Linked DNA regions of Mus musculus: region 2 is linked to region 1. Evidence: chromatin contacts called from public promoter capture Hi-C data. All regions are on one chromosome and are shown on one strand. The core of a region is the stretch at or near the end of the contact, and the rest is flanking DNA. Distances in the headings are between cores, read along the strand shown.

Region 1 (3,402 bases), core at 633-3,132:
TTCACGGAGTGACCGATGCTCTTCCTTAAGAACAACACATTGATCTTTTTTTATAGACAGCAACGTTCATTCTCCCATCACATCTTTTTCCAATGCGCACAGTCCCATCGACTTTGGAGCCAACTCAATGTGAAAGCGGAAGAAAGGCACTAAGGGAGCAAGGTCCATTAGGCCCAATATTGCCTCAATTACTTTAATTCCATTAGTCCTGTTCATATTACTTCTCTAATCAATATCTCTCTGCAGTTATTCATGTTTACCCTTTTTCAAAAATCTCACATAATAGGATTATGGTCTTTTGAGCTCAGGGGCAACACAGCATCATAAATACATTTTTTGAGTTTGTGATTGTCTCCAGGTCTGCAACTGAGAAGGCTCAAACTGAATCAAGTTTTCCAGAGATCATTTCATATTATACTTTTAATTCAATATAGGTGCTTTTACCTGTGGAGTCATTTGTTACTCCGTGTCAGAGACAATTATGTGCGGCTTAATAGCTGAGCATCCTCTTCCTGTGTCTAAACCTTGGGGAAATTCATCTGATTTCCACTTAAACCCACAATCCTTTCTGCACTTACGCCTGCCTTTTGTTCAATGCAGCCCTTCTGCCTCCACTGACAGTTATTCTTCCTGCAAGAGCTGCATATGGATAGTACATTAACCGCTGCATCTTCCCCATGACAGCTAATCAATCATGGTAACAGTCTCACAAATTACAGGAACTCCGTTTCCCTCCGTTCTCTGAGCAGGCATCAGTGCACTGTCTGTTAGACACAAGAAGCTGCTGTTTCAACATAGACAGTCTCCACAGAAGATATCAACCCCCACCCCACCCCTTGGCATGGGGGTATCTTACTGTGCATTTGTAAAAATAGCATGTGACTCAAAGAAGCATGTGAAAATTTTGATGGAGATGTCGTCGAAAGTTATCCTTTAATTCAGAAGGGGTAAAAAAAGAATAATCACTCAGGAGTAAAGTCTCCATAAAACAAAATAGAAATGATGGGAAGTCTCAAAGGACAGGGAGATTTTGAAAATGGAAGCTGAGGGACTAATATAGGAAGCGCTCTATGGGAAACAGCAAGTCTCCCTGAGCACAGGACTTAATAGAGGGACTAACAGTGAGAGGTGGCAGCCTGGGTTACCTTTGGGAACAGTGGATTGAGGGTTATAAAGAAAGAAGACATATGCCCTTATAAACTGTTAGTCTCTTGCAATGTGCAGGATGCATGGAAAGCAACCGCCATGTACATCATGAGATAAGCAGGCAGGCTCATCTCTGTGTTTAAAGGACCTGGCAAGATCTGATTTCCAGCATCCTATAGAGCCTCATCCATTGCCCTCCCCTCTGTAAGCTCCAGGGATATCCTAACAACAGGCAGCATCCCCCCCACCCCCCACCCCCCCACCCCCACCCCGCTCCCTGCAGATCCACCTCCTCGCCTCTGGAATGTTTTTATTCCACGATGCTCATCCACGTGGCAGCATCTTTCCATTCTTCCAATCTCCACTCCTTTATGGTCTTCTCTATAAAAACATTCCCTAACTCCCTCAAGCCAGTTTCACTGGCCTGCGTCCTGTCTGGAAAACATGTGTTGTATATGGCTGCATAACATCGGCGTCTCTTGTGTGACTGCCCGTCGTCGTCTGAATGGTAGCGTGCTTAACATTTTCTCCCAGAGCAATTTTTGGTACATGACAGAAAGGCAGTGCGTAAGTGAATGAATAAAGCAGGGGAAAGGGGGAGTGAGAAAAGCCTCGAAAGAGTCAAGAAGAGGAGGAGGAGATGTGGAAAGGGGAGAGTGGCAAGGGAGTCTGTAAAACACGAATTCCAGGAACTGGACAAACCCTTGTGCTAGCTACACGCAAGAAAGAGCAAGAGATGGAGGAGACTGGCAAACTTCTGAGCTGTCTGAGCTCCCTGCGAGAAGCCCTCCGCTGCTCTTCTCCTCCGTTTTTAATTTTCCAGCTCAGCATCACTTAGTTCATAGATTTTTAAATGAAACAAAGAGGGTGCATGGGAGAGAGACGAACCCACAAAAAGTACCTGCTTTGGTTCCCATTTTTAACGTATTTATGAGCAAAATTTTTCATAAGAAGCTTTGATTAAAAACTTGACGCAAAATATGATGTGTGCCTGACAGCTGGAAGCCTGTCAGGAAGCCAAAGCACTCGTTCTGTCTACAGCACCAGCCTGTCCTACTCAGCAAGTGCAAGACCAGCCAGGGCTACATGAGAGGCCCTACCCCGAAACAAAACACCTGTTTAAATTAGGATACTTTCTGTAATACAATAAATAGCCTTTAAGAGGTTCGTGTTTTAAACTCCACCAAATTAAACATTAACTAAATGAATATAATATATATAAAATATAAAAAATATATAAAATATAAAATATATAAAAAATATAAAAAATACTCAGTTTTTAAAATCTGAGCTATCAACAAATATTAGTATCCCTTGACTGTCCTATGTCCAAGTTCTCACAACTTAGATCAGTGAAACTGAAGAATGCAGAACAGTAGCAAAGACTGGACCATAAAGACAGCTGGGGTTTAAATGCTAGAGGGGCCTAGAGTTTTGTTGCTGGGCTATTTCCATAAGAGAGGAGTACCAAGGCCCACAGGAAGTGACTTAGTTATTAAAAGGAGAACTGCTAGAACCTTGCTGCCTCAGTAGTGCCCAGTGCGGTCCTTCACCACCCAGCTTGTCAGACTAATAACCAGCCTGTACCTACTTACCCCGCTCTGCATGCAGCCACACAGGGCAATCCCACCAGCACCCTGATGGCATCACTAAAGCAAATTTGACTGTTTTCACTTTAAGGAAGCCTTCTAGACATTTCAACCAACCAAACAAGGGAAGTGCGCAAGGAACGCTACGGAAGCCCATAAACCAACGGCAGTAAAGTCTTGAAGAAAGCAGCTGTGGAGGCCAGATGAAGCTGTGCATTCTTCGGTGTCATTTGGTGGGACACATCACATGCACCATAAATAACTATAGTATGATTTACCAACTTCCTAAAGACACACATTGGTAGGGAAGAGGCTAACATGAATCTGTAGTACCATTTCACACTGCACTACCTTCCCCAGCTTCGAAATCCAATTCTGTTGGAACCAAGACTTGCCATGGGGCAGACTCATCCTCATCTTCACCCCGAGGACCATGGAAACTCCCGTGGGCTCGAAATGCCTGCACGGAAGTGGTTCCAATGGGCCCACGGGGTAGGCATTCAGGAACCCTGAGCCTGGATCTGACCTTTCATATCTAGATATGGTCTACCATCTTAAAAACAGGTCCATACAGCGCTCATCCTGAGCATAAGAGAACTCACAGGTCTCCCAACCTGTCCACTCATACCAGAGAGAAAATTCTGCCCCCCAGCCTTCTACTCTTCTC
Region 2 (3,402 bases), core at 379-2,878, 600 kb before region 1:
ACCCCAGCCCCCTTTTTCTCCTGGCTTCCACTTTGGAAGCTTTTTCCCAGCTCTTGAGCAGGTGCACTGTTCTAAAAAGAGCTGGCTCACTCCTGTCTTGCTCTAATTGCTTGTTTGCTCCAGGCTAGCAGCCTATGACTGTTAGGGTCCAGCTGCTAGGATACATCATTAGCCTCCCTTAGACTGTAACTCCAAGGACTCGGAGACCTTATTTGTTTACTTGATGCTAAAGGCACAGTCCCCCAGCACTGTACCCAAGACCTGACATATGCTCAATAAATTGAATACACTGAACACATGGATGATGAATGCATGATATGTAGGCTTCAATCCAATTCATTTGGTTTGATCACGAATAATTGTGGATTGGCTTAATAAAGTAATTTATGTAATAAAGCCGTGTTTCTGAAGAGTTCTGAAGTATTTTTAACACATTATTACATATCACCGGCTCAATTCTTGGTGTTTATTTCCATGTGGAATTTGTGACCCCTTTCTTCTTCTAACTAAAACAAACCCCATGCTCCCTACTGACCACATCAGTGGCTGAGCCTCCAAGGAAGCCTTTGTGGCTGTTCTCGTTTCTCTCTGTGAACTCTGACACTGATTTTGCTTTCATTTGTAGCTAATCTAGCATGCTTGCTCGTGCTTTTAGTATATGGTACTAGCATGGTGTTTAATGTAATCTTTCCTTCCTGATTCTAAATTCCTTCAGGCCCTAAGCATGAGAATAATAATATATGGATAAATTAATAGGTTCTTACAACTGGTTTTTTGTTTGTTTGTTTGTATGGTTTGTTTTGTTTTGTTTTTCAAGATAGGGTTTCTCTGTATAGCTCTGGCTGTCCTGGAACTCACTTTGTAGACCAGGCTGGCCTCGAACTCAGAAATCTGCCTGCCTCTGCCTCCTGGGTGCTGGGATTAAAGGCGTGCGCCATCACGCCCAGCTAGGTTCTTACAACTTTTAATGTAAAAAAACAAAACAAAACAAAAAAACCAAACCCCAAAACAAAAAAAAACCTTCTTGTAGGCTGGATTGCAAAGTGTATAAAGGGTAAAACAGCAGCCAACTTGGTACAGGGGTTAGAAAGCGTATTAGCTTCAGTTATTGCCTAATATCTGTTCGAGAAAGCTTGACCTAAACATTAATAATGAAGTTAAGTCTTTATGTATTCAAATTAGTCAAAATCATTTGCTGTGAGCGCAAGTTAGTGGATCATCAGTATCTTCCCAGTGATTTCACTAACATGTGAAATCACATTCATTTCTAGTTGGGAAGGTCAAGCAAGGAAGCCCTCCCTGGCCTTGTTTCTATTCCCAGGCACCATCGCGGTACTTTGGAATCTCTCCCTGCCTGGTTTTAGAGGAAACTCAAGGTAGACCTAAGAAGGCCCCGCCTCTTCAGGCTTGGTTGTTATAGTGGAGGGTGGCACAAACAAACAAACAAGGCTCTGTAAGGGTCTGACCCCGGGCTTTGACAGGGTCAGTTTATCGGAGATGGAATGAGAACCAGATTCTCTGCAGCCAGGTCTCCACTAATAAAACTGAACACCTACTCAGAGCGCGAACTTAACCGGTCCGCACTAATTTGTCCCCGCGGACGCCCCGTAGACAACTCAGTGCGTCCTCGGAGTCCTGCAGTGCCATGGCTACCGGTGGCGGCGTGACCTCCAGAGAGGGGCTGCGCTACGCCGAATACCTGCCTCCTTCTGCCCAAAGGTCGGACGCCGACATCGACCACACAGCGGTGAGTCTGCCGGCCGCCACTGACCTGCACCCCTAAACCCCAAGACCTCCCACTCCCACCCCCTTGCCCGGCTGCCTGTGCCCGGCGTGGTACCTGGCTGTCTCCTCAAAGTGTCACGGACCACAGAACAGGCCCACGGTTATCCAGTGAAGAGACCCATGGGTTCCCCCTGGGCAGAGGGGGCCCGGTGGAGCCAGGAGCCTCCCTTGGGGAAAAGTAGTTAAGAACCAGGGCGCGAAGCTGCGTGAGAACAGTTGGGACCTCTAGCACCCCCAAGTCTGGAGCAACTCAGCCTAGATCCGGGCAGAAAATGCTTGCGATTTATTGAGGCGGCTTCTTTCCTTCCACCTTGTGGTTCCTGAAGATCGAACTCAAGTCAGCCATCACCTCCACTGACCGAGTCACCCCGCTCGTTCACATCTGTAGGAGAGTCTAGAATTCAGGACATAACTTAGGAGGTCTCTTTAACAGCCAGCCTCAGGAATGCTAAATTGTGGGAGTCTTCACCAGTTCACGCCACTGTCCTTTCTATAACAGAAACAAAAACAAAAACAAAACAAAACAAAAAAAAAAACCAACTTTCTTGTGATATCCTGACATGAAATTAAAGTTTCTAAAAATCAATATAATAGTCAAATTGAAACGTAACGGTGAAGTAAATATCTTCTTAGTAATAAGTAGCTGTTTGAATTTGTAAATGCCTTCACGTTATTTATTATATTACAGGCTGCAATGAAGTGATCATATTGCCCTCGCATTGCAGCAGTTGTACATGGGACAGCTACAAATGCCAAGCCGGCAGGATTTTATTTTTTAAAAGGACTCACTGTATTTCCTACGCTGGCCTGGAGCTTACGATTCTCCTGCTTCAGCCTTCTTACTTCCTGGCCTATCAGATATTGGCATCCTGTTGTTATTTAAAAAAATTTTTTTTTTCCCAAAAAAGCAAACACTCTGAGGTAAATTGTTAGAAATGTCTCCTCACTTTGTAGGGTAAGTTCACTTATGGAAAATTAAGCCTGTACTAAAACAGAGTAGAAGTATAAATGGTTGAAAGTTCTTAACAAAACAAAGATGGCCAGAAACTGGTTATTCACCATTTAATGTCACTGGCATCTTGTAACACTTGGAGAGTTAGGGATGGTTTTTTATTCCTGGTTGGCCAGCCTTGCACATGATAGGACTTTTGAAATCGGGAGTCGACCATCCACAAAGTACTCTTCCTCTTAGGCAAACTACTGTGGAAGCTCAAAAGGGCTTCACAGCGTTTTCAGATTGTCCCTGAGGGATCGATGTTGACTGTGTTGAGAATACCTGGTCTAAATCAAACAGTGAGGTAGACGACAAGATTATTAGTAATGACTTTAGGTAACTGAAAATAATGGGAAACTGACAAAAGGGTGTTAGGAAAGGAAAACTTGGCCTTGAGAAGGATCAGCCTGGTTGACAGAGCCAATTCCAGGACAGCCAAGACTACACAGAGAAACCCTGTCTCAGAAGAAGAAAAAAAAAAGGGGGAGGGGGAAGGAAAGAAAGAGAAAAGAATTAGACAGTGAGCAGATGGTGTAAGCCCTCAGCCCTTGAGAGGCTCTCTGTGAGTTCGAGGTCATCTTGAGTACAGATCCAGATCTAAGACAGCAAGGACTACACAGAGA

Evidence for each region. Promoter capture Hi-C pulls out the DNA fragments that hold promoters and counts their contacts.
Region 2: a promoter capture Hi-C map of liver shows a contact between it and region 1, with 2.8 times the contacts expected there. The contact joins the promoter of Dnajc15 here to the enhancer-like site in region 1. A contact is called at or near these places in 3 of 39 promoter capture datasets (cranial neural crest, hippocampal neurons and liver) and 2 of 115 datasets of contacts at active chromatin or transcription factors (both in embryonic stem cells).

Annotation. Positions count from the first base shown.
Region 1 is chr14:77,271,246-77,274,647 of GRCm38.p6, reverse strand. The region is part of intron 2 of Enox1 (ecto-NOX disulfide-thiol exchanger 1); the gene reads right to left. Among named protein-coding and RNA genes, the nearest start is that of Gm41217, 98 kb to the left of the region's middle. Within about 2 kb of position 1,882, at least 16 of the 459 cell types and tissues checked have an H3K27ac peak or open chromatin away from gene starts, as enhancers often do.
Region 2 is chr14:77,873,143-77,876,544 of GRCm38.p6, reverse strand. Dnajc15 (DnaJ heat shock protein family (Hsp40) member C15) reads left to right here and starts at 1,628. Exons shown (of 6, transcript NM_025384.3): 1 at 1,628-1,747. The coding sequence starts at 1,646.